4 separate regions of the Mus musculus genome follow, and all the other regions are linked to region 3. A link is a contact called in public HiChIP or PLAC-seq data. All regions are on one chromosome and are shown on one strand. The core of a region is the stretch at or near the end of the contact, and the rest is flanking DNA. Distances in the headings are between cores, read along the strand shown. Region 1 holds the start of Rcan3 (regulator of calcineurin 3). Region 2 holds the start of Ncmap (noncompact myelin associated protein). Region 3 has its middle 8.8 kb from the start of Gm30941. Region 4 holds the start of Nipal3 (NIPA-like domain containing 3).

Region 1 (2,700 bases), core at 38-2,537, 210 kb before region 3:
GAATGTTTATATGTGTGTTTGACTGTGGCCTCAGCAACACTCAGGTATTAGTCAAAGGACAACTTGCAAAAGCTGATTCTCTCCTCCTGCCATGTTGATCCCCGGGATCCGGGAACTCCAACTGTCAGGCTTTGCAGTAAGTGTGTCTGTCTGTACCAGCTGAGCCATCTCATAGGACTACATATTGATATATTGGACTAGAGGTAATGGCATTGTGTTAAGATAGGTTTTATTTTGTTTTGTTGGGCAGGACCGTATTATGTAGTCCAGACTAGTCTCCCACTTGCTAATATTATAAACGTGTGCCACACCCAGTTCTTAAAATAACATTTTAAAGTAATCACTAATCATAGCTACAGATGGTCAATTACTTCTCTGGCCAACTAGTAGATGAGAGACTTCTACGAAAAGTTCAAGTAAATGTATTGTCCTAGATAGCCTTCAATATTGGGACGCGAATATATATATATTTGGTTTTAAACCCTACAATAAAACATCACTCTACATAATCCTAGTTTGAATCTGAAACATGGACGTGAGCCGCTAGAATCTTAATCCCCAGAGGAGATGATGAGATTTCGCACGGAAGCTGGAACCCCACAACCTGGAAACAGACAGCTATTGAAGGGTTCAAGAGGAAGCGGACAAGTTTCCAGATGCCAGGGAAGCAGAGAAGCACGAGGATTCCTGCATCCTGGGGGAGGGGAGGAGAGAGGGGAGTGGGGCTTCCACCTGCTGCCAGGAGGGTTTTACTAGCCACACCTTCCCTGCCCTCCGGGAGGGGGGGGCCAGGTTGGGCCTGACATCTTTCAAAAAGTCGAACTGCGGGTGGAGAAATTGCTGGTGGAGGAGAAAGGACCTGGGGGCGAGGGTTGTTTTGCAGGACGTTACCCCGAAGCTGCTGGGGGAGATCCTGGGCATCAGGCGGTTGGTCCTTAGCAACGTCTAGGGGGTTCCTGGAGGATCTGGGCAGCTGCTGCTCTAGCTGAGGCTGCTTTAACTTTCAGGGATCCTGGGGATCCATCACCCAGAGCTGCTGCAAACCTGTTCCGAGCGGCCGCGACCCGGCCCCGCCCTGCGAAGGGGAGACTCACCTGTGCGCTCGAGGGGAGAGGCCCGAGGGGGGATGCCCACGAGCGCGGCCTGGGGCGGACAGACCCTCACCACCCGGAGCCACCACGCCCTCAACGCGGGCCGCAGCGGCCGCCTCAGCCGGCGACACGGGCGGTGACCTAGGGCTGAGCGAGGTTGCCAGCGTCGCGCGCGCTCCCGGGCCCGCGCGCCTCGCGCCCTCCCTGGGTTCCTCGCGCCCAGGGGGCGCGCTGCGCCGGCGCACAGACAGGAGGGCGGGGCTGACAGCTGGGTGGGCGGGAGTCGCCGAGTGGTGGGCGGGGCTCTGGGGGCGGGGGTGGGTTCTGCGCGCGCGCATTCGCCTGCTCCTCTTGGCTGGCTGGCACTGGCTTTGAGGGACTTGGGCCGGCACTCTTTTTTTTTTTTTTTCCCACCCCCCCTGGGCCGGCACTCTTAAGGCAGAGGCTTTCCTTGACCTCCAGAACGGGACTTTTGATGTCCCCTTGGTATCCGCCGCCCCCAAGAAACATTTTCTCTCTCTTTTTGCTGACCTCACGTGACAGTGACAGGAACAGCTAGCCGGGATACTAGGAACCTTCTCGGGGCGGGTTCCTGTGAGCTTAACCCGGGGTAGCCTTCTAGGAACCTGGCAGCCGGATGTGCCCGACCTCGCCCCGCAGCTCCCGTCGCCCAGTAGAGGCGATGGCGACGTGGCTGTGCTATGGGTGTCACCAGGTGTGTGACTGCGCGCGCCCCATCCCTCCCTCCATTGCACCCAGCACAGATGTACAATATTAATGATATTTGCGTTTGCCTTTCCACACAGTCTTGCTTATCTCCCTTGGAGATAATGGAACATTAATTATGTCTAGGTCAGGGTTTAGGCTAGTAGTAGCGCCGAGGCTGGCTGGCATTTTAATTTTAATTGCTGTTGCTGAGACCAGCCTGTCAGGGAGCTGTGCCCTCTTCCAGCTCACAAACTGGATGAACGGTACAGAGCTGGAGAACTCTCAGCTCCCGCTAGAAGGATTCTGCTCTGCTATCCAGGCCGTATGGCTCAGTTCTGAGGGTCCTTGCTCCCAACCCCGGACGCACGTGATGGAAGGAGAGAACTCCTGCAAGTGTTCTCTGACTTCCACACGGCTGCCCTTCTGAATAATAAACAAATAATAAATAGAAAATCAGCTTTTGTCATTTACGCAAGACCCTTCATAGGACAAATGAAACAAGGGGGTCAAAACTAAGGACACAGTGTTGTCACTCGGTGAGAGTCATGGGCACAAAATGCAGGGCATAGCATCCTCGTCAGAGTGACTCCCATAGTGTCCCCCACAGGATCACAGTGTTGTATCCCTTTTGCTTTAGGAAGTTTCTGCAGCTTTCCACCCTGAGGCTCCTGATTAAACTTGACTTAACACGTCAAGTTCTTCACTTTTTCATCAAAGAATTATGGAGAGTGACTTCTATACTCACATCAAGAAGCATAGAAATGTTTCCCCTTGGGCTGGTGAGATGGCTAGATGGTTAAGAGCACTGACTGCTCTTCCAAAGATCCTGAGTTCAAATCTCAGCAACCACACGGTGGCTCACAACCATCTGTAATGAGATCTGACTCCCTCTTCTGGAGTG
Region 2 (2,700 bases), core at 16-2,515, 250 kb before region 3:
CCAGTTGGAGAATTAGGAATTAGGTGGGCAATCCCAACCACAGAGACCAGGGGAGCCTATCTTCAAGCCCAGCTCAGCCGCCTGTGCCTGCTCACCACACACACCAGGAGGTGCCCAGCTCCACCCGATGCTGCCACTCTTTTTTGTTTTGTTTTGTTTTTTGTTTTGGTTTTTCGAGACAGGGTTTCTCTGTGTAGCCCTGGCTGTCCTGGAACTCACTTTGTAGACCAGGCTGGCCTCAAACTCAGAAATCCGCTTGCCTCTGCCTCCCAAGTGCTGGGATTAAAGGTGTGCGCCACCACGCTCCACAATGCTGCTGCCACTCTTAAGCCCCTGGTTTAACTACGAGCCCAGCTTTACTGGAGCTGGTGAGGCAATTGTGAACCAGACACAGTCCCTGGCCCCAAGGAGCCAGTCTGGCAAAAAGGAATAGCTTACATAAAATCAAATCACCGGTTCGTTTAGATACAAGAAAGTTTCACTTAGGTACAAGAAACCGAATTGGTAAGAAGAGGCTGCCTCAAGGCGACAGCCAGCCAGGCCGAGGCGGAGACTCGGATTGGGTACCACTCCACTCCGGCTTCTTTGCTCCTTTCGCAGCTTCTCAAATCCCCCAACCCCTCTTCCAAGAAGAATCTTCCTCCCGCACCCCAGAGCTTCCCCACCCAGCCCCTTTGGAGGCAGGAATCCATTTCCTTCCACCTCAAGGTACCCGGGACTGGAATCTCCCACTATCAAGGAGCGGCTGATTCAACATCTCGCTTATTGACTCTGGTACGAGCCCGGGCCCCTTTTCCGGGTGCTGGTCTCATTGGACTGCACAGCTCCTGGGGCCTCGGAAGGAGCGTGCTCTCCTGGATGCCCAGTTTATAAACCAGGAGAGCTCAGGACCCGAGGGGGAGGGGAGTTCAAGGCTCCTACCTCTCGTAGGCTTTTCTTCCGGGAGTCCAGGTCGCTCCCTGTGACTTCGTAGGAGCGGACAAGGAAACCACCAGCTTTCCGCATGCCAGAGATGTAGCCCCGAATGCACCCAGCTTCGGGGTGCTTCTCAGCTTGCACCCTGAACACCTCTGTGCACCGGTGTCTGCAGACAACCGGGAGATGTTGCTGACCTTTCAGCTACCGGCTCACGCCAAGGCGCGCGCCAGGCTGGGGACCCCTGGGGGTCCGGAGAGCTATCTTCCGCGGGCCTGAGCCCCTGTGCGCTGTCCTTCCAAGCCCCCGCGTTCCGTGCCCTGCGCCCTACCTGCTCCACACCCCAGCCCCGCCTCTTGCAGCCGCCGCTGTCGCCTCCGGGTCCTGTCCCGCCCCATCCCTCCCAACTAGTGACCACCCTCCCCCATCACCTGCCCAGCGCTCCCGCCCCGCCCGCAGTGTCCCCACGTCGCTCTCTCCTCCTGCCGCTCAGGGGACTTCAGGTCTGGCACCCCCCCGCACCCACTTCTTCCAGGTTGGAATTGTGAGAAGACAAAAGAGGAGGAAGGGACCTCGCGTTGACGGAGAGCTGAATCGGATGAAGCGAGCTGATGGAGTGAAAGTGTGGACCAGCTGTGGGATCCGAGGACCAGAGGACTGGCAGTTTACAGGTGACAGAAATTCCTCCTGAGCGTGATTAGAAACTAATTTTCTAGTAGTACACAGGCAGCAGAGGCAAGGGGATTGCTGCAAGTTCAAGGCTGGCTCCGAAAACATAGTACGTTTCAGCTAGCATGGGTCAGTGGGTAAAGTGCTTGCCTAGCAAGCGTGAGAAAATTCCCTGTTTCCTGCCTAAAAGTTAGCACGGAGGGTGGGGTGGGCTTAGAAGATGAGCTTAACATAAGTTCAGTTCCCAGCACCCACATCAGGAAAGGCACGATTGCTTCTAACTCCATCCCCTCCCACATGAACACATGCACACACAAAATTTAAAAAAAGAATTATTGGGCTGGTGAGATGGTTCAGCGGTTAAGAGCACTGACTGCTATTCCGAAGTTCAAATCCCAGCAACCAAATGGTGGCTCACAGCCACCTGTAATGAGATCTGACGCCCTCTTCTGGTGTGTCTGAAGACAGCAACAGTGTACTTATTTATAATAAATAAAATCTTTTTTTAAAAAAAAGAATTATTGCTTCACCAACGAAAATAAAAAACAGCACTCCCACTTTCAACTAGGCTGTGCGCATCTTCACGGTCTCCGGGTGCCACACGGTCTCTCCAGCACACGGTAGGCTCACAACCAGATTTAAGAGATCCTTGTATAAACAGGGAAATGAAGTACCAGGAAGACAAGGTGGGCCTCAGGTCCCCAGAAGGTAAAGTGGCAGACTGGGAGTAGAGCCAGGAAGTGACTGGGTCTGGACCGAGCGCCCCTGAGTTGCTTCCATGGCTCAGTGTGAAGCAACTTCTGTATTAGTCAGGGTTCTCTAGAGTCACAGAACTTACGGATAGTCTCTATATAGTAAAAGAATTTATTGATGACTTACAGTTGGCAGCGCAATTCCCAACAATGGTTCAATCGCAGCTGTGAATGGAAGTCCAAGGATCTAGCAGTTACTCAGTCTCACACAGCAAGCGGGCGAAGGAGCAAGAGCCATGGAAGAGTTACTTGTACTTTGATAGGAAACTCCGTCGTGGGTTTGTTGACACATGCTGTTAGACAATACCATGCATGATTCACTGCCTCACCAAAGACGGAGTGGCCACACATGATGGAGGAGGGC
Region 3 (2,700 bases), core at 32-2,531:
ACAGTAATAAAACAAGGATCATTCTTTTCCAAGCTAAAGGCTGAATGACAGCTCAGTGGTCGAGCTCTGCCTAACTTGTGTGAGGCCCTGAGATCATACTCCCATGAAGTCTAGTCTCCTGTGACAGCCCCTGGGCTGTTCCCCTAGCTGTAGCTCCTCTGACAGTCATCTCAGTGACCAGCTAGTGATAGTATCAACAGAAGGCAGTTGTGTGGGCATGAGAAGGACTCAGGGTAGAAACCCCAAATTGCCTCTGGCAGGACATAAACACACACACACACACACACACACACACACACTAGTAACTCCTGTAAAAGTGGCTACAGGTCCTAAAGTGTTGCCCCTCCAGCCACTAAAGGTGTTCCTCCTTCTCTCCCTCCTCCCCTTGCTCCTCTTCCTCTCCCTCCTCCCCTTGCTCCTCTTCCTCTCCCTCCTCCCCTTGCTCCTCTTCCTCTCCCTCCTCCCCTTGCTCCTCTTCCTCTCCCTCCTCCCTTTTCTCTCCTCCTCCTACATTCTTCCTCACTTCTCCTCCTCTTCCCAACCCACTCCTCCATTAGAGCCCACTTCATGTCTCATGTGGGTGTATCGCCTTCTCTAGGAAGTCTTTCTCTCCTTCAGAGCCCTGGGGCCTCTGGCTCCCTGGTACCCCACTTCCCCCAGCACAGCACTTAACACCACACATTGTGATTGCCCGTGTGCTTGCTCAACAGCCACACAGAAGCATCTCCCTGCCAAGCCCACTACAGAGCCCGAAGGAAGGCAGGATGCCTGCTTATCTTCTTACATCTCAAGTATCTGCAGGGAGATGGGGTTCACCCCTCCTCCCCTGTCCCTGTGAGATGCCTGGGTGCCTGGGAACGGAAGTCACCTGCCTGAGTATTTGCAGGGCAGAGGTAAGGAATCCGGGCTTTGGTTCCTGACTAGCCTCGCTGGCATCTCACCTCTGAAGGTCCCCTGCTTATAATAAAGTGTCCTATGCACTTAACCCTCCACCCCAGCAGCTAAAACGGAGAAAGAATACGCAATTCCCAAAGCAAAGTCATTGTGATGTTTAAACGCAGCAGGTGCGGAAATGAATCAGCCCAGAGCTGTATACAGTCGGTGCTGTGTCAATGCTCTCCAGGCTTGTTTTCTCAGCCTCCAAAAGCATGACAGTTAGGACCCACTGTCTTCCTCCCACCCCTCAAGCTGAGAACCTGGAGACAAGAGAGGTGGGAGGAGGGGAGAGGCAGCTAGGCCTCCTGAACATGAAGACACCCTGCCCTATCTATTCCCAGCCTCCTTGTGGGGCCTCAAAAGCCGGGCCTCCAGCTTTCCGTGTCAGAGATTAGGCTATCGTATCCTGCGAAACTCCAGTGGGTGACTCAGGCAGGCGGGCCACTTTGATCACCGTTCCTAGGGCTGGGCTCAGGGGCAAGGCTGAGGCGTGGGCCCTCCCCACACACCCTCACCCACGGGACCCCAAGGCAGTGGAAAGCAAGCACCCCTTCCTCCCTCTCCCCTACCCCTACACTCTTTTATTTCCATCATCCTGGCTACTTGTCTGCCTTTAGTGAAACATGAGATCATTCCCAGAAAAGATCAGCACGGCCAAGCTTACAGAAGAATGTGGGGAGGAGGGCGAGGAAAGATTCCGGAGGCTGGGCCAGGCTGCCTACTGCAGCTGGCATTCACCCATCTATCCTGCACCCCAGGGACCACAGAAAAGACAGATAGGTATTCCTGGTCATTTCATGTTGCCTGCTGCTTGGACGTATCTTTCTGGCAGCATCCCTGAAATTCTCAGAAAGTAGGCTCCGAACCCTCAGGCCTCTCAAAGACCCTTGGAGAGATTCAGGAAGCCATAGTCACACCCCAGTGTTGTTTGTCCTTGCCACTATCCTTTGCGCCTCACCACACGGTGGAGTTTTCCAGACTGTTGCAATAGAGGAAACGCAGAGGCTCCAGCTGTGCTCGGGGAATCCAGCCACCTTGAGTTGCTCTCACTTATTTGGAAAGCATGGTGTCTATTCTAGTTTGCTTTTTGTCGCTGTGATAAAACACGTCACCGGAAAAGGAGGAAAGGGTTGATTTGTCTCCTGCTGCCAGACTATAACCCATCACAGAGGGGAATGGCAGGTTCCTGAAGCAGACAGCATGGAGGAATGCTGCTTGCTGCCTCACTCACGCTTGACTGACTTTTCAGAGGTCAAGGTACACCTGCCTAGGGATAGTGCCGCCCACGGTGGGCTTGGCCCTCCTGCATCAATTCCTAATTAGACAGTCCCCCCACAGACATGCCCACAGGCCAGTCTGACTGAGGCAATTCCTCACTTGAGGCTTCTCCTCTCAGATGACTCTGGGCTGTGTCAAGTACATACTGAAGGCTAACCAGGACACTGCTGTATAAAATGTGTTTGTATGTTAATGTGGGATGAGTTTGTTATCCTTACAAAGCTTCTCAGCCTTGATACTGGTGACACATTCATTGGCCTGGAAAAATCCATTGATGGGATTGTCCGAGGCACTGAAAGATGTTTCATGGTACCTCTGACTTCCATCAACTAGAGCTTTAGCCCCACACCCAGATATGAGGAACAACTGTGTCAACTAGGGATGGGTGTGAGCCGAGGAACCTGTGGGTTTCAGGCATAAGAAGTAACTGGAAACAGAGCAGCCTGGAAGCCAACACTTCAGTCACACACAGGCACATAGGCATCC
Region 4 (2,700 bases), core at 115-2,614, 150 kb before region 3:
GCTGCTTCCAGCCTGGAGTTGAGGGGGCCCTGGATTGAAGGCACCTGTCAGGTCCTCTGCTGTTCCTGGAAACCTAGCTCAGAGCCTGGCAAGGTAACTTGCATAGATGCCCACTCGACCAAATGTAATGCCCATGATACACTGTGGTTTAAAAAAAGAATGCCTTACTCAGAACCCATGGCCACAAACAGATATACCCAGCCCCACCCACAGGATGTCAGAAAATGCAAACAGGCCTTGGGAACCAGCTAGGGAGGACAGCAGGTTGTCTCCCCCCACCGCACCCCTCTGTGTGTGTGTGTGTGTGTGTGTGTGTTGAGTCACTGGCTTTTAAACAGTAGCTTCAACTCCCCTCTCTACCCAGGGAACCCCCAGAGCTCTGAATACCCAAAGACAGAGGGAGGAAGATTCTCCTTGAACTGCCGTGTAGCATCACCCCAAAGCCTCCGTGGACTCTGTAAGTTGCATTCCCTTATAAGGCTCACACTTTGGCCTGGTGATGGTTTATTGTTGGTCCAAGGCTGACATATGTCCAAGAGGCACACAGCCAAGCCAGTGTTGACAATCACAGTCACAGTTTATGGTCACTGACCCAAGAGAATTCACAAAGTGCTTGCTTCCACTCGAATCCCCCGGCCTCATCTAAATGAATAACTCCGTTAACCCCACCGAGCAAGTCTTCCAGCGAGCATAACAGCCTCGCGGCCATGAAATTGGCTGTAACTAAAAACAAGGGTGTGTGTGTGTGTCCGCGCGCGCCCCCCCGCGTGCGTGCATGGAGGTCTTGTCACCACCTGACGATTCAGTTTGACCAAAGAACGTCGGTTTCATGCCAAGCTTTTCTTTCCCGGGGCTTTTGAGCACTGAGGGGTGACATTCTCGGAGAGACACACCTCTGTTTCAGTACCAAGCACAGAGCTCCCTCCATCCACCTGCCAGTCGCACCGGCTATTTCCTGCACGCTGGAGCCGGCAGTACTGGCCTTCCACTTCCTCATCTGGTAACGCCCAGCATCTCCTTCATTAAGGCAAACCCGTGCCCACCCTCCTTGAAAATATGGAAGAGACAAAAAAAAAAAAAAAAAAAAAAAATCGGAGGCAACAGAACCCAAACTGACAAGGCTGGCAACAACAAGGGAGACTATATTTATACTAGGGGATCAAAACAGCAAGCCTGATTTCAAGTACCCCTTCCCTCAGTCATGACCGTGACTCACCCGGGACGTTCCTTCTAGATCCACCTATCCCAGGTTCCGGAGAAGCGACTCGGACACTCCGTGCCACCCCTAGGTACAGCCTCTTGGATCCCTTCCCAGCTCCGAGTTTCCAAGGGGCTGCAGTGTTTTGCTTTCAAAGGTGGAGACTTGATTTGTTACACTGCCTGCCAGTCCCAAGCTGGCGAAGCCTCTGCGCAGGCGAGTGGTTGTCGGGAGGGGATGGGCGGGACATCCTGAAATAATTGGCTGCGTCGCCAAGCTCGCTTGAAGCGTAGGGGCGACCTGACACTCACCTGGAGGAGTCCCCTCTAGCGGCCAAAGGAAGAAGTCCGGGCTGCTTTGGTCCCCAAGTTATGGCTGCTCACCTCCACCTGCCGGACAAGTAGGCTGGGCTTAAGCAGCCCGCCTGGTGTCCCCCCGCAGTCTGCGCTAACTGCCACCGACCGTCCCGGGCGGCGCCCCTGCTGCTTCCATCAGGTAGCTCCAGTATCGAAACCCAGCAGAGCCCTGACACGTCTCGGGGACCGTGCGTACCCCTTCTTTCCTGCGCCTGCGTCCCACCTGTTGGCTGTATTGCGTCCTTAATTTCCCGGTACGCCTGCAGCTCAGCAGCCCCGGTAGGCTGTCAATCATCCTAGTAGTCCCGTCCCCCCCCCCGCACCCCTCCCCCGCCCGCTGCTGTTTCCCAGGGGTTCGGCTGTGAGCATGAACCTGCGCGTGGAGCTTCCAGCGCGCTCATTTTTCAGCACGCGCCGTTCAGTCCAGAGCCGCACAGCAACCTCTGGGGGAGATGTTGAGATCACACAGGTTTTACGAGGAAATGACATTGGGGAGACCTCAGCGATGGAAACGCGGTAGAACTGGGAGGGAGAGTTTAAGAGAGGATGGAGCTGCCATATTGTATTATGGGAGATGCCCAAAGACCAACTGGGTCGGTGCGAGATTTTTTTTTTTTTTCTTGAGGCGTGGGTGGCAGGAGATGTGATCTGAGGAACAAGCGGGAGACAGTTTCTAACAGGGGACTATCCCATAATTTTAAAGAAGACGCTGGTGGGTTTAAGCCGGGCTGTGGCTAGGCACTGTGGCTGCGGTGAAACGGGTAAGGGGCTCTTGGAATACTGCACGGTTGCCCTTGGGGAATTATGTCATCGACCTTTCTGCTCTCACACTCAGGGTGTGGATGGATGGGTAGGAACACTTGGGTTTATTCCTTCGATGAGTCACAAAAACAACAAACCAAACAAACCCAACAACCAAACAAAACCGAAACAATCAAACAAACAAACAAACAAGAAAAGGGAACTGAACCCCAGAAACAAAAACCCTAATAGTTAGTTCCCTGCCTAACAGGTTCTCCTTAGCATTGTCAATCCGAACCCCAAAATTCTGGTAGCTTTTTTTGTTGGTTTTTGAAACGTCTCCAACGATTGGTCAACAGCTTTTCACATTAAAGACACAGAGGACACCCCTGGCTAGTTAGCCAG

The links. HiChIP or PLAC-seq counts read pairs in DNA pulled down with a chosen protein or histone mark.
Region 1: a FOXA1 HiChIP or PLAC-seq map of pancreatic cancer cells shows a contact between it and region 3. The contact joins the promoter of Rcan3 here to the enhancer-like site in region 3. A contact is called at or near these places in 3 of 39 promoter capture datasets (the 3T3-L1 cell line, hippocampal neurons and liver) and 6 of 115 datasets of contacts at active chromatin or transcription factors (the 230-238 cell line, bone marrow-derived macrophages, embryonic basal ganglia and 3 more).
Region 2: a contact with region 3 is called in an HNF4G HiChIP or PLAC-seq map of pancreatic cancer cells. The contact joins the promoter of Ncmap here to the enhancer-like site in region 3. A contact is called at or near these places in 1 of 39 promoter capture datasets (hippocampal neurons), 4 of 484 Hi-C or Micro-C datasets (B cells, ECoMG myeloid progenitors, LSK cells and 1 more), 5 of 115 datasets of contacts at active chromatin or transcription factors (astrocytes, bone marrow-derived dendritic cells, cardiomyocytes and 2 more) and 1 of 9 other capture datasets (macrophages).
Region 4: a contact with region 3 is called in a FOXA1 HiChIP or PLAC-seq map of pancreatic cancer cells. The contact joins the promoter of Nipal3 here to the enhancer-like site in region 3. A contact is called at or near these places in 8 of 39 promoter capture datasets (the C10 cell line, cranial neural crest, embryonic stem cells and 5 more), 1 of 15 datasets of contacts at CTCF or cohesin (embryonic stem cells), 6 of 484 Hi-C or Micro-C datasets (bone marrow-derived macrophages, cardiomyocytes, cranial neural crest and 3 more), 20 of 115 datasets of contacts at active chromatin or transcription factors (the 230-238 cell line, the SCID.adh cell line, craniofacial prominence and 14 more) and 3 of 9 other capture datasets (adipose tissue, liver and pancreatic islet).

Annotation. Positions count from the first base shown.
Region 1 is chr4:135,432,518-135,435,217 of GRCm38.p6, forward strand. Rcan3 (regulator of calcineurin 3) reads right to left here and starts at 1,288. Exons shown (of 5, transcript NM_022980.4): 1 at 1,095-1,288.
Region 2 is chr4:135,396,962-135,399,661 of GRCm38.p6, forward strand. Ncmap (noncompact myelin associated protein) reads right to left here and starts at 1,266. Exons shown (of 5, transcript NM_145555.2): 1 at 922-1,266.
Region 3 is chr4:135,643,865-135,646,564 of GRCm38.p6, forward strand. No RefSeq gene overlaps it. Among named protein-coding and RNA genes, the nearest start is that of Gm30941, 8.8 kb to the right of the region's middle. Within about 2 kb of position 1,282, at least 24 of the 459 cell types and tissues checked have an H3K27ac peak or open chromatin away from gene starts, as enhancers often do. A contact at or near this core is called in fetal liver and pancreatic cancer cells, where this site is marked.
Region 4 is chr4:135,493,214-135,495,913 of GRCm38.p6, forward strand. Nipal3 (NIPA-like domain containing 3) reads right to left here and starts at 1,365. Exons shown (of 12, transcript NM_028995.4): 1 at 1,217-1,365. It also overlaps a transcript of Stpg1 not described here.